Regions from separate parts of the Mus musculus genome. Here all the other regions are linked to region 5. Evidence: chromatin contacts called from public HiChIP or PLAC-seq and promoter capture Hi-C data. All regions are on one chromosome and are shown on one strand. The core of a region is the stretch at or near the end of the contact, and the rest is flanking DNA. Distances in the headings are between cores, read along the strand shown. Region 1 holds the start of Shisa4 (shisa family member 4). Region 2 holds the start of Inava (innate immunity activator). Region 3 holds the start of Timm17a (translocase of inner mitochondrial membrane 17a). Region 4 holds the start of Elf3 (E74-like factor 3). Region 5 holds the start of Phlda3 (pleckstrin homology like domain, family A, member 3). Region 6 overlaps Nav1 (neuron navigator 1). Region 7 holds the start of Ipo9 (importin 9).

Evidence for each region. Promoter capture Hi-C pulls out the DNA fragments that hold promoters and counts their contacts. HiChIP or PLAC-seq counts read pairs in DNA pulled down with a chosen protein or histone mark.
Region 1: an HNF4G HiChIP or PLAC-seq map of pancreatic cancer cells shows a contact between it and region 5. The contact joins the promoter of Shisa4 here to the promoter of Phlda3 in region 5. A contact is called at or near these places in 1 of 39 promoter capture datasets (the 3T3-L1 cell line), 1 of 15 datasets of contacts at CTCF or cohesin (embryonic stem cells), 3 of 484 Hi-C or Micro-C datasets (all in embryonic stem cells), 1 of 115 datasets of contacts at active chromatin or transcription factors (pancreatic cancer cells) and 2 of 9 other capture datasets (adipose tissue and pancreatic islet).
Region 2: an H3K27ac HiChIP or PLAC-seq map of extraembryonic endoderm stem cells shows a contact between it and region 5. The contact joins the promoter of Inava here to the promoter of Phlda3 in region 5.
Region 3: a contact with region 5 is called in an HNF4G HiChIP or PLAC-seq map of pancreatic cancer cells. The contact joins the promoter of Timm17a here to the promoter of Phlda3 in region 5. A contact is called at or near these places in 2 of 115 datasets of contacts at active chromatin or transcription factors (embryonic stem cells and pancreatic cancer cells).
Region 4: a contact with region 5 is called in an H3K4me3 HiChIP or PLAC-seq map of embryonic stem cells, with 9 read pairs. The contact joins the promoter of Elf3 here to the promoter of Phlda3 in region 5. A contact is called at or near these places in 4 of 115 datasets of contacts at active chromatin or transcription factors (embryonic stem cells and pancreatic cancer cells) and 1 of 9 other capture datasets (adipose tissue).
Region 6: a contact with region 5 is called in an H3K4me3 HiChIP or PLAC-seq map of bone marrow-derived macrophages, with 2.8 times the contacts expected there. The contact joins the enhancer-like site here to the promoter of Phlda3 in region 5. A contact is called at or near these places in 2 of 39 promoter capture datasets (the 3T3-L1 cell line and 3T3-L1-derived adipocytes), 2 of 484 Hi-C or Micro-C datasets (both in embryonic stem cells), 4 of 115 datasets of contacts at active chromatin or transcription factors (bone marrow-derived macrophages, embryonic stem cells and pancreatic cancer cells) and 1 of 9 other capture datasets (adipose tissue).
Region 7: a promoter capture Hi-C map of stem cell-derived epiblast-like cells shows a contact between it and region 5, with 3 times the contacts expected there. The contact joins the promoter of Ipo9 here to the promoter of Phlda3 in region 5. A contact is called at or near these places in 9 of 39 promoter capture datasets (the 3T3-L1 cell line, 3T3-L1-derived adipocytes, the HPC-7 cell line and 5 more), 1 of 15 datasets of contacts at CTCF or cohesin (embryonic stem cells), 6 of 115 datasets of contacts at active chromatin or transcription factors (astrocytes, bone marrow-derived macrophages, embryonic stem cells and 2 more) and 2 of 9 other capture datasets (adipose tissue and embryonic stem cells).

What each region holds. Positions count from the first base shown.
Region 1 is chr1:135,373,666-135,376,930 of GRCm38.p6, forward strand. Shisa4 (shisa family member 4) reads right to left here and starts at 1,398. Exons shown (of 5, transcript NM_175259.4): 1 at 1,224-1,398; 2 at 713-884. The coding sequence starts at 1,296.
Region 2 is chr1:136,232,651-136,235,764 of GRCm38.p6, forward strand. It overlaps Inava (innate immunity activator), which reads right to left and starts at 1,630. Exons shown (of 10, transcript NM_028872.3): 1 at 1,253-1,630. The coding sequence starts at 1,455. It also overlaps the pseudogene Gm3878.
Region 3 is chr1:135,311,982-135,315,183 of GRCm38.p6, forward strand. It overlaps Timm17a (translocase of inner mitochondrial membrane 17a), which reads right to left and starts at 1,756. Exons shown (of 6, transcript NM_011590.2): 1 at 1,713-1,756. The coding sequence starts at 1,738.
Region 4 is chr1:135,257,061-135,260,041 of GRCm38.p6, forward strand. It overlaps Elf3 (E74-like factor 3), which reads right to left and starts at 1,412. Exons shown (of 9, transcript NM_007921.3): 1 at 1,289-1,412; 2 at 555-722; 3 at 1-166. The coding sequence starts at 714.
Region 5 is chr1:135,764,835-135,768,183 of GRCm38.p6, forward strand. Phlda3 (pleckstrin homology like domain, family A, member 3) reads left to right here and starts at 1,251. Exons shown (of 2, transcript NM_013750.2): 1 at 1,251-2,060. The coding sequence starts at 1,615. The coding sequence ends at 1,992.
Region 6 is chr1:135,460,033-135,463,198 of GRCm38.p6, forward strand. It overlaps Nav1 (neuron navigator 1), which reads right to left. Exons shown (of 30, transcript NM_173437.2): 14 at 659-742; 15 at 312-423. Among named protein-coding and RNA genes, the nearest start is that of Mir1231, 6.9 kb to the left of the region's middle. Within about 2 kb of position 1,304, at least 31 of the 459 cell types and tissues checked have an H3K27ac peak or open chromatin away from gene starts, as enhancers often do. A contact at or near this core is called in bone marrow-derived macrophages, where this site is marked.
Region 7 is chr1:135,429,140-135,432,115 of GRCm38.p6, forward strand. Ipo9 (importin 9) reads right to left here and starts at 1,352. Exons shown (of 24, transcript NM_153774.1): 1 at 1,129-1,352. The coding sequence starts at 1,291.

The sequences.
Region 1 (3,265 bases), core at 148-2,647, 390 kb before region 5:
TTGAAACCACTAATTTGGGGGCTGGGAGTGTAGCTTAAAGTAGCATGTTGGCCTGTTTGAGGGCCTACCCTTAGCCCTGGGCTGGATGGGGGAAGGATTAGCAAAACTTTTAATTTTGGCAACTGTTTCTTTTCTTTTCTTTTCTTTTCTTTTCTTTTCTTTTCTTTTCTTTTCTTTTCTTTTCTTATTTGTTTGTTTATTTATTTATTTATTTATTTATTTGGTGGTGTTATCGTTTTTGAGATAGTCTCACTTTGTAGCCCAGGCTGGTCTGGAACTCTTTAGTGATGATCTTCCCGCCTCAGCCTTCTGAGTGCTGGGATTACAGGTGCGAGCCACCAGGCCGGGCTAGCAACTTCCATATTATTTTAAAAGGTAGCGGTACTCTATAGAGGGCAAGCGCCTTAGCTGGATCACAGTGCACCAGCCTGGAAACAAAACCCAAGTCTTCCTGCCCTCTCACCAGAGCGTCTACCAAGGCACTCTGCTGTTTGAATGTTAGTGTTAACTCAGCACACTCCCTCCCAGGACCTGTCAGGATCCAGAAAGCCCCTGGAAACAGCCCAGGCAAGCCCATGGTAACTAACACCAACCACCCAGCTCTGTCACCATTTGGAGTCCTGGTGACTCCTGCAGTTAAGAATGTGGAGGTGGGCACTGGAGCCAGCAGGAGGCCTCCGGAGAGGGGGTGGAGTGGGAGTCCGCAGCCCACCTGAAGGCCAGGCAGTGTTTCTGCTGTCTCTCGGTGATGAGTAAGGTCAGGTCCCTGCAGCAGTACCGCTGGTAGCAGGTCCCGCAGCAGAAGGTGAAGAACTCGCAGTCAAATCCCGGATGCCAGGAGCCATTCCGGTCCAGATACCACAAGCAGTCCTCACTCGCCAGCGCTGCGGGCAGGGGTGGAGGTGCCCAGTGGACACCAGTCCAATTCAGTTCTAGCCACCCTCAATCTCACTGCCTTGACAAGCTGAAAGCTCACTTTTGTTTCTACCCTAAGCTAGAAGTCCTAGAAGCCCCTTTCTCCCTGAAGCTGAACCCCGCGCCTGGGGGTCAGGTTCCCGCTGCCTGACCTCTCAGCGCCCTTTCTTTCCTGCTCCGGGAACAACCGCAAGCATCTGGGGGGCATGGACACCCGGAAGATAGCCTCTGAGGACATGGCTGGTCCCTTTCACCTCTCCCTGATCTCGCCCCACCCCACCCATCTCGTGTCGCTCTCCATCCCTTACCCAGAGGAGCCCCAAGCACCAGCAGGACGACGGCTGCGAGCGGCGCGGTCCCGCGGGGCCCCGCGGGCGGCATGGCGAGAGGGGGCTGGGCGCGGCCAGGACGGCCTGGAAAAGGGGCCGCAGGACAAAGCTGGACGAAGCCGGCCGGCGGGAGCTGCAGCACCGCCCAGCCCGCGGCCAGGCTCTGGCTCCTCTCCCGCCTTCTTGGGGCGGGACTAACGCCCCGCCTGCAGTAACCCTGCCAGGGCCCCGCCCAGGGGTCTGCCCACCAGCGACGCCCACCCAGCCTCAGCACCGGCCTGGTACCCCTCACCCCAAGACACAGCCCTGCTCTCTCTGTCCACAACAGTGTGGTGACTCCTTTAGTCTGAGCCCTTAAGGGCACAGCCAACAGCTGGTCACTGCGGTCAGGGAGGCCTGGCAGTACCCTGTGCCCGCCTCTCTCCTGAGACCAATCATTATCCCAGACCCCAGAAACACTGATCCTGGTGCCACCTCCTAATGAACAGCTCATGGGCCAACTCTGGAGGGGCAGGGCCGCACCTTCCCTTGTGTGGGACCTCCTCTGCTCTGGTGTCCAGTCTTGGACGTCCTGCAGGGGGAGGATGGGGCAGCGTCACCCTGCCCCCATTCCTAGAAACAGGCATCCATTGAGAGGAAGTTCAGAGAAGCTTTGTCCCCATCGGTGCCCACAGGGCCTGGGCCCTGGCAGCTGCACTGGCTCCTGAGATGGCCCCTTCTCCCTCTGAATGGACAGCTCCAACTATAGCCTCACTCCTCACCGGTAGGGGTGGCCGCCGCCACTTGAGACACAGCCAGTTAAACACTTTACAGTGGAAACTCTTTTTCTTCATGGAGCAAGCCTGCAAAAAATACTACATAAGCTATCAGGGTCAACAGTTAGTTACAGGTGGAAAGTCTCAAAGAAGAAAGTCAATGTACCTTTACCAACTCGTGTGGAGTTGATGCAGGACTCAGCGTCAGAGCCTGGGGCTCCAACGAGCCAGGTTTAGACAATTACCCTCAATAGACAATTAAAATAACCAAATTAATAGTGAAATGTATTCAATATGGCCACACTGGAAAGAGGGTCATGGAGATCTAGTGATTCCTTTCCATGCCCTAGTCCTGTGGGTCTCAGCCTTCCTACTGTGGCAACCCTTTGACACAGTTCCTCAAACTGTGGTGACTCCCAACCATAATATTATTTTCATTGCTACTTCATAATTGTAATTTTGCTACTGTTATGAATGTAATGTAAATATCTGTTTTCTGATGGTCTTGGGCAACCCTTGTGTGAAAGGGTGCTTCTAACCCCAAGAGGGGTCTCGGCACAAAGATCCTAGTCCATCTCAAGTAAGGGCAAAGCTTAAATAGAGAGTAAGATATTTGACTAAGTGGTCCAGGCAAGATGTGATTCCCCTGCCCATTACTGCCTTGGCTCCTAGTTGCTCCTGCAAGGTTACTGACAAACTGTAAAGTCTTTCACCAGGAGATATGTGCCTTTTCTGTATGCCCCTGGGCCTTCACCAATTCCTCACCCAGCGGAAAGTTCCTGGGGTCCATTTCTTGGAGTCCATTCTTTCAATACTCTGACAGCTAAAGAGGAAGCAAAAGTCCCTAAGCATTCGTTCACTGCTGCCAGACAGACAGGTAGTTACAGAATGTGGAGTAGTCATGCTCCACCTGCATGCAGTTCCCTGACCAGGACTACCGATCAGCTGAGGCAGAGTAATGGCTACCTTAGTCTCCTGCCATGGACACTTAAGAAAATATTTTTTATGTGTCTGAGTATTTGCCTGCATGTGTGCATGTGTACTACACGCATGCCTGGTGCCCTTGAGGGTGTCTGATGCTCTGGAGCTAAACTTATGGGTAGTTGTGAACCATCCCATGGGCACTGGGAACCAAACCTGGGTCTTCCTTCAGCAAGGGCACCAAGTGCTCTGAACTGCCGAGTCGTCTTTGAAGCCCACGCCATAAGGCCCTCTAATATTTGGGCATCTACCTCATCGGACTCTTTGCACAACTCCCCTAGCTAA
Region 2 (3,114 bases), core at 380-2,879, 470 kb after region 5:
AGGCAAGCCCCGGAGCCAATCAGCAGCTTCCTCACTCTTCGATGCCCACCTACCAGGGAGGAAGGCTTACCCTCCGGGCCTCCTGCAGGAGGCTGTGCAATGAAGCTTTTTTCTTCTTCTTCTTTTTTTTTTCCTCTCGTTTTGCAGAAACTCAGCACTGGCAGTGCCTTCCATTGAAGATGGGCATCAATCCGTTGCTCAGCAATAGATTTACAGACCAACCTGCTTGCACTGAACCAAGTCCAAACTCGGCATCCCCCCAATCCACTAGAATCTAGGGTTTGGAATTAGGCTGACCTAACTAACAGTCCTCCTGCCAAGATGGATGTTATCGGAAGACACCATCAAGGGATAGGTGGGCACTCTCCAGAGGAAGCTTAAAACTAACTTGGAACTCAGCACCCATTTTCCCTGATCCCAGGTCCCAGAGCCACTGGCTACGAGGACAGGCGAGGAAGTGAGATTTTCTAGCACCGGAATCCCATCTAGGTGGAAGACAAGCCCTTTCCACGACAGCCATCTCTTCAAAACCTTTCGTGTCCAAACTCTTTCACAGACCTGTAACCAAACATACTCCGCTCTCTCCGCTGCCCCCGAAGTTTCTGTGATACTTTAGGAGTCAAAGTTTTTAAAACCAAGTCCTTCAACCTGACCACATCACCCCAACAGCACCCAGCAAAGCACAACCACCAGCATTCCCACAATTACTTAGTGCATTAACAAATCAATGACCAGCCGCGGAGCTCGGGAAATAGTCGGGGACTCTCTGGGCAGGAGGGGTGGAAGAATATCTGTTTTCTTTCTCCACTCCTCTCTGGCCACTAGGAAAGGTATTCACCTCAACTAAGCCAGGGTGGAGAACTAGGGGTAACAGAAGATGCACCCTGAAATCAAACCTCTAAGGCTCTCTGTAAAAAGCCCCTTTGTCCTGTCCCCCCCAGCCCCTCCCCCACCGCGCCCTCTCCTTCTAGGCCGGCCTGGGACTCCGGCTCCTTTTGTTTGCCTGCTTTCTGCCTTCTCGGAACCTGGCCAGGAGAGCCACCGGCCGGGGGAGTGAGTCGAAGGAGAAAGGTTGGCCGTTGGAAACAGCTTTGGGGTAGAAATTCGGGAATGCTCGACCCCTTGGTAAAATTACCCCCTTTCCCTGCAAGACTGCCTCTGCAGAGGATGAAGACCGAGGTTCAGGAGCTCGATTTCCCCCCCCCCCCCCCCCCAGTTCTCCCGCGCTCCGTTCACTAAGTTTCCGCCTTACCTGTCCCACCGAGCTCTGGCGCCTCGCGCCTGCCCCCGCGCCCCCCGCGCCGGTCGCGCAGCTTCAGGACCTGTTGGTCCCGCCCATCTTCCCTCTCCCCAAGGCTCCCCCGGGCCTCCCCTCCCCGGAGGTATTTCATTTAACTTCGGCATTTGCAGCATCCCAAATGTTAAAGATCCCAAGACATCTGTCCCCTGGGGCATACCAAAGGCCCAGTGAAGAGAGGGGAAGATGCTAGAAGGGATTCGAGATTCTGAACCCAGAGACGGGGCGGGGCCTCACGTTGGGTTGGGGCAATGCCAGCCCAAGTGTGCATCCTGCGGCAGCAACAGCGCGAGGGGCGACGCTGCTCCCTGTCTCCCGCATTCACGCAGCCTCGTGGTGTGACACCCCCTACAAGGCCGGTTTCTGAAATCTGGGCGGGGCGAGGCTCGACTAGAGGTCCTAGGGGCCGCCTTTCATCCCCTCTCTCTGGCCCGGCTGGGGGCAGTTTTCATTCCGGAGACCCAAGCGTGGAAGAATGAAAGGAGACGGCACGCCCCTCCCCCTCCTCGCCTATCCTTTCTGGCGGCCGGGACTGCGGCGCGATCGAACCCTGGTCGCCTCCCCTCCGTAGTTCCCAGCCCTGTCCCTTTTGGGGGCAGCGGGCAGAACTCCGGCTTTGGCGGCAAGGCACACACTCCTGGGCAGCGCCTCCTGCTGCTTGCGACGAGCCCACGAAACCATCCATTCATTCAAACTCGCGCTTTCCCCTTTTTCCGTTGGTTCTGTTTACATTGGTACTGTCCTTGCCAGGGCCAAGCATGGCAGTTCAAAGTTCAGACTCCTTTACTAGGAGGGTTCTTAAGTCCAGATCAAGCTGGTATACGTTTGAAGACCAAAAACCAACGGATAGTGGAGGTTGAACCAGGCTGAGGGTCCCCAAAGCCTGGCCAGAGGAGTGTGCTCTCTAAAGAGGAACCTTTGACAGGCAGGATGTACAAGACATCTTGGCAAGGGAACACAGCAGGACCTACGAGCTGTAGGGGATTTAAGATAGAGGTGGGGAGGGGAAGTTACAAGACAGTTACAAGAGTAACTTGTGCACTGGAAGAAAGAACAATCAGACTTTTCTGAGTCTATTGTATACTGGTTCTGAATTGACACTGATCCCAAGAAACACTGTGGCCCTCCAGTTAAAGTAGGGGCTTATGGAGGACAGGTGATTAATGAAGATTTGGCTGATGTCCAACTCACAGTAGGTCCCCAAACTCATCCTGTGGTCATTTCCCCAGTTCCAGAAATGTATAATTGGGATAGATACACAATACTTAGAAGTTGGCAAAATTCTCACATGGGTTCCCTGACCTGTGGAGTGAGGGCTGTTATGATTTGAAAAGCTGAAATGGAAGCCTTTAGAGTTGCCTCTGCCTAAGAAAATAGTGAATCAAAAACAGTATCGTATCTCTGGAGGAACTCTAGAAATCAGTGCCACCATCAAGGACTTGAAAGAGGCAGGGGTGGTGGCTCCCACTGCATCTCCCATTAATTCTCCCATCTGGCCAGTGCATAAGACAGATGGGCTGTGGAGAATGACAGTTGACTATTGGAAACCAAATCAGTTAGCAACTCCAACTGCAGCGGCTGTACCAGACAGTGTACTTGCTTGAGCAAATTCAGATATTTTCTGGTACCTGGTATGCAGCTATTGATCTAGCAAATACCTTCTTCTTAGTACCTGTCCATACGGACCACTAGAAGCTATTTGATTTCAGTTGGCAAGGCCAGCAAGTTTTGCTTCAAGGATATATTAACTCTCTTGCCCTGTGTCATAACTTAGAAGGTATCTCGATCGTCCGTCTCTTCTACAAAATATCACACTA
Region 3 (3,202 bases), core at 506-3,005, 450 kb before region 5:
GTAGTCCTGTTGTCCTGGAACTCACTCTGTAGACCAGGCTGGCCTTGAACTCAGAAATCCGCCTGCCTCTGCCTCCCAAGTGCTGGGATTAAAGGCGTGCGCCACCACCGCCCGGCAACAGTATGCTTTTAAACTTGCCATTATTGCTCACTAGAATCTAAATAATGACTAATTTCCCTTTAGAATTCATAATCTTCTAACTTGATAAAAAGACTGGGACTATCTCCTCTGTATTTTACAAATGAACGAAGGCTCACACAGAAGTTAAGTAGCCTGCCCCAGATGGAATAAATAACTAGAACAGCCAACTTAAGCACAAAAGTTGGTACTCCAACCCCCCGCAAACTCTGTCCACTCTATTTATAGATCCTAAAGCACTCCGAGAAAGCAACAAAGAAGTATTATGACAATGATTAAACCATCTACTGTTTCAGACAGCGCTGGCCTCAGAACACACCAAGAAAAAAAAGGAATGTCCAGTAACTTATCAAACATCAAGACATGGCCTTGCTATGTATCCTGGGCTAGCCTAGAACCTAAGTGCTGAGATTACCAGCATGCACAGTGCACTCTGATGAAAATATGTCTGACACAAGGTCTAACCCCAGCTGCCCTAGAACTTGCTATGGAGCCCAGGCTGTCCTTAAACTTGCTGGCTCTCCTGCTTCTACCTCATGAGGCCTGTGCCACCTGACCTGGGGAAAACTCAAATGTATCAAAATTACCCCTCCTGCTAATCTGTGTCATTATACGGCATCTAGTACCAATTTATACAGTCCAGCTAAACCCTGCATATCCAACCCCAACACATGGAGATAACCTCCTCTGAGGACAGAAGGCTGAAGCATACTTTTGGGAGTGCCACCAAATAATAATTTAAAATCCTGGGCAGACACACTATTTGAGGATAATACCCTGACGCTCATTACAAACAAAAACCCAGAATACCAAGATCTATTAGCTTGTGACACCTGAGGCTTTATTCAAACAACTGTTGAGACTCGACAGCTATTACATTAATTTACTGCAAACAGCTATGCCTGATTTACTCTTGTTTACACCTTGAGCCAAGCATACAGCCCTTACTTAATAAACACTTAATGAATTTATGTCTATTCATGGCTTTTCAGAGAACACACGCAGCTCATCTCTTCCTATTTTCCACATACTGATATATCTTTTTTCTTCGGGAATTCCACATAGGAAAGGCCGCTTCAGCCTACAAGGAGCTCATCCAGCCCCCTTGGATGTTGGGTGAAATTTGTGGTCTACTCATTTGAAATGCTTCATCGTGGGGACACTTAGTCCTCATAGGCATAAGGCCTCGGGTATGGCACTCGGAGATCTACATTCCCTTCGTCGAGGCAGAAACTGAGCAGAGCGAGGCTTAGGGACGTGTTCAAGGTCGCCTCAGCAGGCAGAAGGGATCATTATTGTCCCCGCACAAAGTCGACAGCACCTGCCATAGGGAGGAGGTTCCAAAGCTCCACCAAGCCCAGCACCGGACCTCCTCCCAATGCACCACAAGGTCACAGGGGTGCTGGGGTCCTGGCACACTGCGCTAAAAAGCCACCTTTGTCACGCTCATCCACACTACCCACAGCTGCCCAGATCTCGGCGCCGAGCCGCGCGGAGCTCCGCTTGCACCTCAGACTCCGACCACGGCGGATGGAGGAGGTAATTAAGGGACAAGGGCGGCGGCGGCAACTCACCACGGCTCTCTCGCGTATTCCTCCATCTTGGCTCCAACCCGCGCGAGAGTCTACGGCACGCTGGGCGGAAATTGATCCCCGCGACGGAAGTGATCCCAGGCGGAGGCGTGCTACTGGACGGGGATTGGAGCATCTCTTCCTGCCGCAGCCAATGGCAATCGGACTCCTTGTAGACCCGGAGCGTGGAGGCTCCCCGGCCAGGGCGTGGAGGTTCGGGGGTTCGGAGTACTGAGTGACAGAGTTCAGATCAGCCCCGTGGCCTGGGATAAACATTGATTGCCCTTTTTTTCGAGACAGAGTTTCTCTGCCCTGGAACTCGCTTATGTAGCCCAGTCTGGCTTCAAACTCAGATCAGCCAGCCTGTGCCTCCCGAGTGCTGGATTAAAGGTGTGTGTCACCACTATCCAGCCGCTATTTTTTAAAAAGTGCTTTTGCTGTCAGGTATTTATTAATAGTGCTACTTAATTTGCCGTGAACAGTGAATCTTTAATAAATATATGTAGCTCTTTTAGAGCAGATCTATATAGTCATAATGTCTGGAATGTAATAGATAACTTTTAAAATAAAGATTATTTTTATTAATTGATGTATGTACGGGATCTGGTGGGTGCATGGAGGTCTAAGGAGAGTCTACAGAACTGGAATTGTCAGGGCTGACAGCGAGTACTTTACCCACTGAGCCAATTTAGCAGCCCGAAAATAAGTGTTCATCTTATAGAGACAATTGGACCATTTCAGGAGCCATGGCCAATTTGAGACCATTGATTTTGGGGGTCGTTGGTGCCAGATCCTCTTCCATGCCTCCCCACAAAGGATAACCCAGAAAGCATGAGATATGTTTAGCCCAGAGAAAAGAGACTGAAAATAGGGCTATAGTCATACTTAAGTTGGTAAGTCAGATCCCCAGCATCATACACACACACACACACACACACACACACACACACACACACACACACACGGTTATGGTGGCACATATTGAAGTTCAGTGTTATATCCTCAGTTGCATTTAGAGTTCAAAGCCATCCTGAGATACTCCAGACTTCCCTTGTTAAAGAAGAAAAAGCTAAAAGTATGAAGTTTCACCAGCCTTATCAGGAAAACACAGTCACTGCCAGCTATAAAGGGAGTTCTTGTTCCATTCCACCTTAAAACAACAACAACGCCGGGCGTGGTGGCGGACGCCTTTATTCCCAGCACTTGGGAGGCAGAGGCAGGCAAATTTCTGAGTTCGAGGCCAGCCTGGTCTACAGAGTGAGTTCCAGGACAGCCAAGGCTACACAGAGAAACCCTGTCTCAAAAAAAAAAACAACAACAACAACAAAACAAAGCTAGATATTTGAGGCTAGACAGATGGCATAGCAATCAAGAGCCTGACTGTTCTAGAGGACTGGGGTTCAATTCCCAGCACAAATGGCAACTCACAATTGTCTGTTACTCCAGTTTCAGGGGATCTAACACCCTCTGCTGGCCTCTGCAGACACCAGGCC
Region 4 (2,981 bases), core at 162-2,661, 510 kb before region 5:
AGCTCCTCCAGCGCACAGCTGCAGAGGGTGGCTCCGTCCATGTCGCAGCGGGAGAAGTCGATGGAGCTGGCGTCATACTTGTTCTTCTCCACTTGGTAGCTGATCCACTCCAGAACCTGGGTCTTCGACCAGAACTGGGGCCGCTCGCTAGTCCAGCTTGCCTTCTCTGCAAGGTGGAGTACAGCCAGAGGATCAGTCCTGTCCCTTTGGGATCTTGTCTGAGGTCCTACACAACCCGAGGAGGGGCGGAGAGGGACAGATACATATCCACAATCACAACATGGCTAGTTCTCAAGTTCATCCTCCCTTAATCTGTCACCACAGTTCTTATATTCCCACCACCTCAGCCACTACAGTCTTCTCGGGACTAGGAACACAGTCTAGCATAAATAAGGTCTTGTTTGGGTTCTTTCCCCAGTACTACACAAACATATGAATGAATAAATCCTCCCCAGCCACTAACTCCAGGATACCCTTCCTCCCTGTCCATTTATCATCTAAGAGCCTCTCAGATCATTGGTGTCCTGTCTGTAAAGATTTTACACAGCACTCACCTGGACCTTCCAGTGTCATCTGTTGGTTGTTCAGGGTCAACACCAAGTCTTCAGTGCCAAAGGTAGTCGGAGGAGCAGGAGCCAGGGTGGGGTCTTCTGAGCTGTACATGGCGTTGAAGTAGTTACTAAAAACGTTGCTGATCTCACAGGTGGCAGCCATGAGGGCCCCTGGGAAGAGGAGACAAGGTGGGGAGGGTACAGGTCAGGGTACACTTCCATTTCTGTCTGGCAAAGCCTGGGCAGCAACAGCCGAGAGGCAGGAAGTTCAGTGTTGCTGTAGACATTCTCTCTTCAACACCCCCCCCCTCCACCACACACACACAAACACACACACACCACCACCACCACCACCACCACCACCACCACCACCACCATCACCACCAAGAGCCAGCTACTTGGGGAAGCTGAGGTTGGATGCTCTCTTGAGCCTAGAAGGGTCAGGCCAGCTGGCGCCAAACTGGGAAATTCGGCTCCGAAAAATAAAAATAATCTCAAAGCGGGTGGGACCATGATACAAATTCTTCTGGGGCTCTCTCCACAAATCACGTGGGCTCCTGAACCAAAGAAGCCACCCTGTCCCTCCAAGACACCGATCTGGTCTCTGACCAGTCCCAGAATACACCCACAGTAGCCCCAACACTCCAGCTAGGAACCTCCAAGCCTGAGTGATTAAGTTCAGAACTGTAAATCCACTGGACGGTTCCTGAAGCCAGAGTTAGGGAATGTGACCGTACCGAGGTGTGTCAGGGTTCGGTGTGGCAGGCGGGTGAGCAGGCTTCTGAGGCCACAGGAAGGGAAGAAATCTAAGCGGTCGAAGGCTCCGCAGGTAGCAGTGATGAGTGTGGCCAGGGCGCTGCCCCCACCCGCTCTAAATAGAGCAAAGCAGGAGCTCCTCCCCTCCAGGTCTTCGGCGTACGTCCCCGGTTGTAACCTGAGCTGGTGGCTCATTGGATGCTGGGGATTTCCTGGCCTTCAGACTGGGCTCCCTGTCCCAGGTGATTTGCATATTCCGTGCCACTTGGCCCAGATCCTAGCAGGCGGTGCTGGGAAATCAGGCCTGGCTGGTTTAATGATTGTCAGAATCTGTCATTCCGCACCCTCTGGGGTTGGGCCCTGGGTACTGAACTGGGCAGGTGGCGGGAACATTGCAGGGGTGGGCATCTGTGCCTTAGGCTGCCCTCTGGCCCTGGAAATTCTTCCTGGGGGCCTGGCCAGGGCTGAACTGGGGAGGAGAAAGCAAGGCAAGGAATCTGAACCGGTGGCTGGGTCAAGACTGATGCTTCCAACTGTCTAGAGGTCTAGAGACAAGAAGGGCCTGGTGAAAGTTACCGAGGCTAAGGGGTTTCCTCCACAACACCCAGAAGCTGGGATTCTGAAAGCGGCTAGGCAACACACTGGGCAACATTCACGGTCCAGTGGTGGTTTGGGTCTGATAGTCTGTCTAGTCAGCTACAGAGACCATTTGCTGGCACTTTGCCTGTCTGGAGCCCACCCAAACGCGATGGTTGCTGAAGCGGTAGAGATCAGACACTACTTCAAGTCTTCCCTTGGTGCCTGTGGCGCTCTCCTCGCCTAGGGTCGGCTGGCGGTGCTGTTTGGTTTATCCGCGAGTCTGGTCTGCTCCTGATTACCCTTCTCTCCGCCCACTCCATTAGTATCTGCCTGCTGCCCTCTAGTGGTCAGAAGCCCAACATTTGAGTCATTACAAAGACAAACAGGATGCACATGTTAATTTACTGTTTACCGGGGCCCTTAAAAAACAAAAACAAATTGGGGTGGAGGAGGGCAGCGCACATCTTTAATCCCAGCACTCCTGAAGTAGAGGTAGAAGGATTTCTGAGTTCGAGGCCAGCCTTGTCTACAGAGTGAGTTCCAGGACAGCCAGGGCTACACAGAGAAACTCTGTCTTGAAAAACTAAAACTACAGAACAAAATCCCTCTGGAGATGCAGGAAATTGAACCCAGAGCTTCTTATGCAAGCATTCTACAAATGGGTTCTAGTCCCAGGATTCTGTTCATTTTTGAAACTTTGTCTAGCTACATATACCAGGCTGGCCTCAAACTCAAGAGACAGGCTCTAGAGATGGGTTAAAGGGTAACTACCCAGACCAACACCAGAAACCTTTTTAATATAACTATCCTCATCCAAAAACATCCAATAAGCAATGTGGGGCTGCTGAGATAGCTCAGTGGATAAGGATACCTGCTGCTAAGGATGCTATGGATGGACCCGTGTTCCATCCATACATGATAAAAGGAGAAAACTGACTCCTGTAATGTGGTACTCTGACCTTTATGTGCAAGTGTACACACACATACACACTAAACAAACAAGATATACACACACACACACACATATACACACACACATGTTTGCATCTTTTTTGAGACATGGTCTTTACATAGTTCTAGCTATCCTGGGACTTA
Region 5 (3,349 bases), core at 1-2,500:
AGGGAGGGACAGACAGGGCTCTGGATGGGAAACTGATGACTCTTTCTCTCCACAGCTGGCTTGGTTCTGCAGGGGAGGATACCCCCGGCTCACAACAGAATCCTCCCTGTGCCCGTTAGTTTTTCGACACCGAGGACCAAAACAGGAGGTGTGAGTACAAAGAGGTCTTCTTTCTGACTAATTATTTATCATTAGTCCCAGAACCTTTACGATTAACATGTCCATGAGTAGGTGTTTAAGAAACTTTGGCCTGGAGGGGTTGACCAAGAGGGCCAGATGAGGGAGGTCCTAGGAGAGACATCTTTCTCCGGCTTCTGACCTTATATGATGGAAGACATAGTAGGAAGAGAGAAATAACTGAGTTGGCAGATCTGTCCCGGGTCTTCACGAATGGTCACTAAGTTGCTCTTCGCAACAATCCTACCAGATCAGAATGGATTAGTTATCCCATTTGATACATGAAAGTATGGAATAAGGTTAGAGCCATTGGCCAGGTAGGAGAGGTTTGAAGTCAACTGAGAAAAGCCTGTCTCCCTTCAGCATAGTGTCCCAGGAGAAGCCCATTCTCTGCTGTGGACTCTGCAGAGAAGCCACAAGGCTGAGGGCTAACTGCAGTAGGCATGGTTGGGCTCCAAGTCAATGCTCTGTGAGACAACCCCACACCCACAGCACGTGTGTCTACTTCCCATTGATCCATCAGGATTTCTCTCTCCCCACTTTATACACACTATTTTCTAACGCCTACCTAAGTAGAGGCAGGGAAAGGTGGGAGAGTAGGTTGTCAGATCTGTGGCCAGCCTCCCTTGAGCCCAGCAGAGAGACATCTGCTGATGATGGTGGACAGACCCAACACTAGCTTTTGGCAGAGGCTGGGCGACCAGAACTCTCGTGCTCTGAGAAGCAGCGGGTATTTGACACCCACCCTGCCATGGTGCCACTGCGTTATCGTCAAGCCGGCCCCACCCCAGGCCAGCAATGACCTGGCTCCTCTAGGAGAGGATCCTCGGCCCTCCCCCACTTCTCCTCTTTCTCCTTCTGCTATGCCCCGGGTGTGAGGCCGGGGTGAACGGTTGAGGCTGGGGGTCGGGTGAGGGGCTCGGAGCGGTGTTTTAAGAAGGGGCAGCCCGCAGGCTATTGAGAAAGCAGCCCCCTCCCGGGCCCGCGCTGCTGATGGGTGTTGGAGCCCCACTGCAGCCCCGCCCCCCGGGGCCCTGTCCGGGCGGGTGCGCGGCGCAGAGGGGAGGGCCAGCGGGGCAGGAATGCGCGGCGGGCGGCGCAGGAGGCGAGCGGTGGAACATGTAAGGGCACATCCCGCCAGCAGCCGCCCAGCTCGCAGACGGAGCGCAGGGGAGCGGGCGTGCGGGCGGCGAGGCGCAGGGCACCGGGTAGAGGCTCGGGGAGGTCGAAGCGGCGCGCAGGGTTCCAAGCCGGCGGCGAGAGAGTAGCATCGCACGAGCCTCCCGGTACCCGCTGTCTGCGAGGCGGCCCGGGCCGCAGGCTCGACCGCACAGGGAGCAAGGCCAACCAGCTCCAGGGCGCGAGAAGCCGGCGCTGTAGAGCCGGGACAGCCGGGATCGCCGCAGCCTCCAGAGCTGTGGGAACCTCGGGGTGCCCATGACGGCGGCGGCGACCGTGCTGAAGGAGGGCGTGCTGGAGAAGCGCAGCGGCGGGCTGCTGCAGCTGTGGAAGCGGAAGCGCTGCGTGCTCACCGAGCGCGGGCTGCAGCTCTTCGAGGCCAAGGGCACGGGCGGCCGGCCCAAGGAGCTCAGCTTCGCCCGCATCAAAGCCGTGGAGTGCGTAGAGAGCACCGGGCGCCACATCTACTTCACGCTAGTGACCGAAGGCGGGGGCGAGATCGACTTCCGCTGCCCCCTCGAAGACCCTGGCTGGAACGCTCAGATCACCCTGGGCCTGGTCAAGTTCAAGAATCAACAGGCCATCCAGACTGTGCGGGCCCGGCAGAGTCTTGGGACTGGGACCCTTGTGTCCTAAACCATGAGGCGTATCATTTTATCGACATGCCCCCCCTCTCCCATCTCCGTGCCCAGAAGACATGTCAGGTGAGTCCCAGAGCACTGAATCCTCTCTCTTCTTCCTCCTCTGCTCTCTATAGAAAACCAGGGGCTTTGATTTCTATCCCAAAGCTGGACGATCCCAGAGAAGGTTGTTGGGACCAACAGAGCGTAGATCCGAAGAGAATGTGTTTTTGGAAGCCGGGCCTTTTGCCAAGTGAGCAGAGCAGGCCCTTTCCCTAGGGCACCAGGCAGGAGGGTCCTTAATGTAACCCAAGTGTCGGAGAGGAAGATGGGTGGGAGCACGGAGAGAGAGCACGGGTGGGATAGGCCTCCTCAGAGATTGGTTCACTCACCATAGGACTCCTGCGTTGTATGACTGTCTTCCAGAATGAATGCATGCTGGAGAATGTAAGTGTTGAACTGCGATGACAACTCACTACGGTGTAGTTATCGAAGGAGTTATAAGGGCTTGCGAACAAAACCATGCTGTCTTAGGTCCCTACGTGGGGCCTCAGTGGAAGGCTGGGCTGAGCCAATGGCTTCAAAAACTCATTCTTGATAATGGATCTGGGGCTCCAGGGCTGAGGTGTGGGAGCATAAAGGAGTGTGAGATGTGGAATGTGAGATGTGGCCGGGACATCATTGCAGGGATGATAGGCCTGGCCTATCCATGAGTGCTGGCCAAAGGCATGCTGGGCCAGAGGAGGAGAAGCTAGAAGAGGGATGGGTGGCTGAGAACAGGATGGGGCCATGCATCTCTATTCATGATGTCTTAATCCTCCTAAAGGCAGAAGGTGGGGGGTGGGGGGGTTGGTTTGTGGTTAGAATGGCTCAAGGGAGGGACCAAGAATAGAACCTAGAAGCCATGGCATTTAGCCGTGTGCCCTCTTCCCCAGATACTACTCCCTCCTCATGGGAATCAGAGCTGGGGTTTATATAATTCTGCCCTTAACTTCTCCAACGGAAGCTTTGGTCCCTCTGAACCCAGCTACACCACCCAAAGTACCTCATCCATCTCCTCTTCCATCTCCAGCAAACAGAGGTCAACTGAGCCTAGGGATTATCTGGTGTTCCAGCCCCTTTGAGACTCTGGTTTGCTGCCCCCCCCCCCATAGAGAAGCTGTAAAGCAAACCCTCTGGGCTAAGAATGGGTCCACCATGATCCCTTAGGACGCAGAGAGGGGCTGGAGGAAGCAGCTTCCACTGACCACAGCATGTCATCAGCCTTCTGTCCATTTCTCCAGTCAATCCCTGGTCAAAAAATACTTGGGGGAAAAAATGTTTCCCTAACACTCACAGACCTTTTTTTTTTCTTGTCAATCATTTCCCAAACA
Region 6 (3,166 bases), core at 54-2,553, 300 kb before region 5:
TCGGGGTTAAATGATGAGGCCCTGTTGAGACATCTCTGACTGGTCTCTGGCTTTGGTCTAAAGGCTGAGGAGAGTGTAGCAGGCCTGTGGCGATTACAAATTTCCTCTCCTTGCCCTCATCCTCAGGGTTTATGAGGTCATGTTCAGAACACCCCTCACTGGATACCCAGACATCACACTGAAGAGTACCTAAGGACCCTCGCCTTCTAGAAAGTAGATATGAGAGTTGGTGTGCTGTGGGCCCAACAACGACCTTCCTTCCCTCCACTTCTGTCCTTTTTCAGTTCCATTCACTCTGACTGCTATCCTACCTTTGGGCGTGGCTTCTGAGGCATTTAACGCTCCCTGGATGACTGCCTGGGCCTCGGAATTCTTTTTCTTCAGGAAGTCTATAGTTTCTCGCAAATCCAACAGCTCGGTGTCCTACAGGAAATGATGGTGGTGTTGTTAGAGGCTCAGCAGAAATGCCTACAGGGAACTGGGAATGGGATTCTACTGCTCTCAACAGGAAAGGCAGAGGAACGGGGAGTGTGGAGCTTGGGACACTGTACTGACAGGCAGGTTGAGAAGCAGCCCTGGTCTCACCACCAGTGAGCGAATGGCCGGTGACGATGGAGTGGAATGGTGGGTTTAGAATTCACCACCCTGGGCCTCTTACCTTCTCCTCGGCCGTCTCTGCCAGGTGTCGCAGGCGGGATGTCATATTCACCAGGCTCTGCTCGAAAGCGGCCACTAGGTTAGCCTGACACAAACGTACAAAGAAGAACTTAAGGCGCTTGCGGCTGCAGAAGAGGGAAGTAAGTGGCTGGTACAGGAGTGGTTTAACAGATTTTCCCCATCTCCGGGCTGACCGACCAACGCAAACAAAACTCTGGGTGGTTTTAACATATTGATCTCCATGGGCAGACGAGGTGGAATCAGATAGGCTTTCTGGAGAGACCAAGCTTCTTGAATAACAGAGCGCAGATGGTGAGGCAGGCCTTAGGAGCTGCTAGGGACATCAGCGGGGGTAAAGTCCCTCCCTGTTTTGTGTGGTAGGTGAGTGGACCGGCTTAATGGGAGGACAACAGCCTCTGGGATCAGTCTTATGGCTTTTGGTTTAACGTCACTACATAGGGCCAGCTCTTGTGGCACAAAATGACCTTCCAGTAGGTTCTGTTTGGTTTATCTCTTCTGCCTCTGCACCCTAACCCTATTCTTATCTCACCCTGGGTTTGGAACTAATGCCTCTCTCTGGAAGGGCTGGGGGTGGGGGCATGGGAGTGAGGGATGCCAGTAGCCATGCAAACCACTTCAGGGCATTCCCCATTTTGGCCACTAGGGGGCAGGGCTACATTGGAAAGGGTGCTGGATCCTGTGGGAACTCTGGATCTCTGAAGGGGGGGTGGGGGGGGAAGGTTCCCAGTGGTTGGACTCCAGCTAGCTCCTGGAAGCAATGGGTATAGGAAAAGGTAAAGGGAATGGGGTACAGGAGCAGACAGGGGACCACTCAAGGATGGATAAACAGCCCCCATGAGAGCACTGCAGCAAATGGTCCTCTTGTTACCCTCATAACAAGAGGAGGAAGGCTTTGGGTAGGTCACTCATGCCCAGTCCCTGTGGTGTCTGCAACACCCTCCCTGCCTCCTCCTACGTGTCCTCTTTGAACAACAAGTCAAACTTCACCAGTGCCTTAGAGCCTGAAAACCGGAGGCAGTATCTTCCATGTTTCCTGTAAATCTGCAGAGTCCTGGGCTCCCAGGCAAATACATGGCAAGCTCTGAGCATCTTTCTTTGACCTTCTGTCTTTTTTCAAAATTTGAGAGATTTCACTAAGTTACTCAGGCTGGCCTTGAACTTGTGACCCTCCTGCTGCTGCAACCTCTCAAGTACCTGGGATTTCAAGCTTGCCCCCTCAGGCCGAATTCTGATCACCACCACCACCACCACCTCCCCGGCCCCTATTCATATTCCCTGAAAATCTACTCAGAGCCTGGAGTGGCCCTGGCCTCTTCACTCATTTCTACATGCACATCTCCCCCTCTGAGGGACTGGCCTTGCCTCTCTCTTCTTTCCTACGTCTCTTTTCCTCCATGGCACCTTGCTCTGAGGCCAACCTCAGGTTAGGGTGCCTGTAGGACTCTAGGCCAAGTGGTCCTTTTGTAGAGGCAATACAGTGATCAGGGCCGCTTCCTGGCCAAGTGTGTCATCGTCAGCAGCTTGGCTGCACCATCCAACACGGTGTAAGATTGGTTCAACATCAGGGATCCCAAGTCGAGCTCTGGGGCCTGGCATCACATCTCCCACTGAAGGGAAGGGCTCGGACCCTTGGCCAAAACCTGACTCTAGATTCAGAACTCACCAGAACTGTGTTTTAGTTTGTTTTCTCTTGGCCAAATGGAACTTCCTGTCCTAAGAAAATTCACCCTCTAAATTCATTTTCTGGAACTAGTCCAGCCCTGACAGCCACGATGGCTGACAGATTGCAGTGTAAGTGAATCAGGCATAATAATGTCCTCTGCCTCCCTGGCTGTTCTCCACCTCCCTGGCGCCTCTCCCCTTCGACATCTCCCAGACATGAATTTCCTAGGGTATGCAGGACATGACCTAGGCCACTGGCCTTGACTGGTGGGGTACAGGACCATTCTTGTTTCTGTTATAATTCTTTTGGTCCCAGAGAGTTTGAAGTTTGATATGAGCTTCAAGCAAACCAGTCAATACAGGACTTTTGAACTGAGGACTTGGGAGAAAGAATAAAGACGACAGCCAATGTGGTAAGAGAGCTGTCGCTGAAATTCACTGGAAACACGCAAAAACTCTACCTGGTTTCAAGGCTAGGCTCAGGCCTGGCAGCTGAGCTCCCCAGAGAGGAAGGGAAGAGAGAAGAGGAGAAAGCGCTGCGGAAACTGCAGACGCGGTTATTTTTTGTGCAAACACTTGGAGAGCTCCTGGAGACCCAGCTCAGCTGTTGTTTACAACTACGGGAGAAAATGGCTCTTATGTTCTCTGTTTGCAATTTGGTCACAGGAGAGGAACTGCCCACAGTGGAGTTAGATGAGGTAGGTGTGTTCCTCCTCATCTCTCAGAACAGAAAAACTAAGGTCAGGAGGAAGGTAGTCACTCTAAGTGGCCATACGGAGGTGGGTTAGATGCAGAAATGAAGGATGTTGGCTCCAAAGATGAAGGA
Region 7 (2,976 bases), core at 102-2,601, 340 kb before region 5:
ATGTTATAAAACTACACCTGGCCTTTCAAAATAGTCTCTAACCTATTAAATCCCAATAGTCCCAACAGAAGGAAACTTGCCTTCAATAGTTGGTCATATTAGAGGATATAAAAACTAAATTCAAGGGAGGTTCCCCCACCACATCCACTTCTTTTCAATAAAAAGTCCTGCAGGAGTATTAACTCAAGGCTTTGAGGGTGGTTGGTCAAATATGGAAACAATCTCCCATATTTCTGAGGAAGCCTAAGTTTAAGGAGCAGTGGAAATATTCCCTTGAGCTTGGGGATTCCGAGGATCTGGAATTCCGAATCAGGTACGTTTCTTACATAAAGACCAAGGAGACTTGACCCTTTTTTCTGTTCTTTGTGAAAACAGGCCCGCTGAAAGCCCACTAAACAGGAAATTAAAAGAAAACGTCAAGCTAATAGTTTCTTCTCTAACACGTTAAAGAACATAACGGGAGGATGAGAACAAAGAATCTAAAACAAAGGAAGATCGGTTCCTGTACATAGAAATGCACAGTAATTTAATAATTGCCATTAAGTCTTTAAAAAACAAAAAACAAACGGGAAGCATGGTCGGAAAGTGAAGCGTCGTATGCATCGGATTGAGTTGATTTCTAGGAAAACGTGATGTGTCTGAACAACCAGCCAGATTTAAAACTCTGATGCTGAAACTTGTTCGATGGTGGCCGCCTCCTTAAGGGCCTTACTTCTGGCTCTTCTCTAGCTCCCTTCCCTGATCCCACTACAACAGAGCTGGTGAAGAAAACGGCAAAAAGACCTTGTCTTGGGCTCAGAGATCATCTAGATTGCGCGACACCGCCAGCACCACGTCGAACTTCATTTCTGTCCTCGGCAGAACCCCGCCACTATCTATCTATCTTTTCAAGTCTTCCCCCACCCCATCCCCGCTAAGGCTCCACCTCCCCCGACCCTTTCCTTTCAGACGCGCCACCCTTCTTCTAGGACTTTCCCAGCCACCAGCGGCACCCCCACCCCCACGTTTCCTAATCCACTCCTGACGCCCACCTCTCCGCTGGCTCAAGATCCCCAAATCCCTACGGTCAGCGGACTGTGCGGCCGGCCCTGGTCCGAACCATCCTCGTGACGGTCCCGCCTCACTCACCCTCTGTCACCTCCAGCACCTTAATCTGCTCCTCTGCAGCCGCCCGCACCTCCTGCACCGGGGACAGGATTCCGGTGAGGGTATCCACCAACGCCTCCTTCAATCCCTGTGCCACTGGACCCGGCAGCCCAGAAGCCGCACCAGCTGCCGCCGCTGCCGCCATCTTTCCTCCCCTCAGCCCGCCAGCCCCGCGGCCGGGACCCGCCACCGAATGACGGCTCCCGCGTACGGCCAATCCGCGAAGCCGCGCCTGCGCACCTAAGTACGCGGGAGCGGGCGGGGGGCGGGGATAGAGCGCAGCCTCGGGAGACAGCGCCTTCTGCTGCCGGAACCGAACCGCGATTCGCGGGCCAGGAAAGCTTTGGGCGTCTATGCACACACAGAATTCTCATAACGGTTTGTAGTCCTGAAGTCGCACGCGCTGTTAGAAAACGCGCTTGGAATAAAGGCGCGTAACCTTTGATGGCAAGGCCCTGATGGCAAGGGAGCAAGAAAGCTAATCCCGAGGGCGTGAGCACAGAAGGCCCTGCACCTTGTCTGCTGTGGATTGTAGTGGGATTGTAGATGCCCTCCCTCGCCTCGCCCATCACCGCTCTCTACCTGCATGATTCTAGGCCCAGATTTAAGATGAGTTAGGACAGAGGTCGGGCCTTAAGGAAGGGGGTCAGAATAGCATCTTTTTAAAACTAACACCCCTCCCCTCAACTAAAAACAGCAGTTATTCAGTTGGCTCCGTTTACAGTTTAGCTTTAGAGATCCTAAGATGCTGGGGAGCGGACAGGGAAAAGGAGACACGCAGAAAAACTGAAGTGAAATTGGCAGTGGGGAGTGGTTGCTTTAGAAAAATCCAGTCTTCTAGCTTTTTAGCTTAGATGAACCCAATGTCAAAAAGGGCTGTCCAGGGGAGACTACCTACAGGCGAAGGAGCATTTTTCTAGAATGATTTTTTTAAAAAAAATATTATCTACCTATTTGTCGTTATCTTGTTTTGAGACAAGGTCATATGTGGCCCAGACTAGCCTCAAACTTGCTCTGTAGCCCACACTGGCCTTGAACTCCCTTATCTTGATCTTTCTGTTTTCACCTCCCCCATTGCAGAGATTGCAGGTATGTGCCACCACACATGGCTCTAGAGTGATTCTATGAGTGTGACTACTATGAGTGAATCCTGCAAATATATAGCATTACTTAATTTTTTAAAAAGTGTTGGGGGAGGCCGGATGAAAGACACCCAAGCACCTGCCGTGGCTACCACTACGATGGATGAATGTGTGATGGGGAGATGGGAAAGATGGGGAGTGTGGTGGAGATGGAGGAGGAAACCAAGCTGAAGGGTTCATATACTGTGGAGAAAGGTGGAACTAGGGACTTGAAGGCAGTGAAGAATAGGGGGATATGAGGAGGCCATGCTGAGGTCCTGGCTCCAGCTGCCCCCAAGGGCCATGTCTGGGTTCCTGGTCCTGCTGCAGCTGGAGTTGCAGTCTGTGTCAATGTCTGGCACCTGAATTAGCATCAAAGGCAAAGTGGATGTCAGTGGTCTGGGCTGCTACCAGAGACCATGTGGATATCTGAGAGGCATGCTGCCAGAGGGAGGGGAGACATGCTAATCTGAATGGCTGCACTTGATACCGTGGGACATCTGGATCCATACTGCTTCGGGGGTCCACCTGTCTGGGTTAGAGGTCCTATGGCAACCAGGTCTGTGTTGATATCCCAGGCTGTTTTACCACCAAAGGCCATGCAGATGTCCCTGGTCAGGACTGCTGCCTGAGGCACTATTCTGAGCTGGCCCTGCCCCTCGCCTGGGCAACATAGTAGAGCTGACCCTGAGGGCAAGGGACTGGGTAA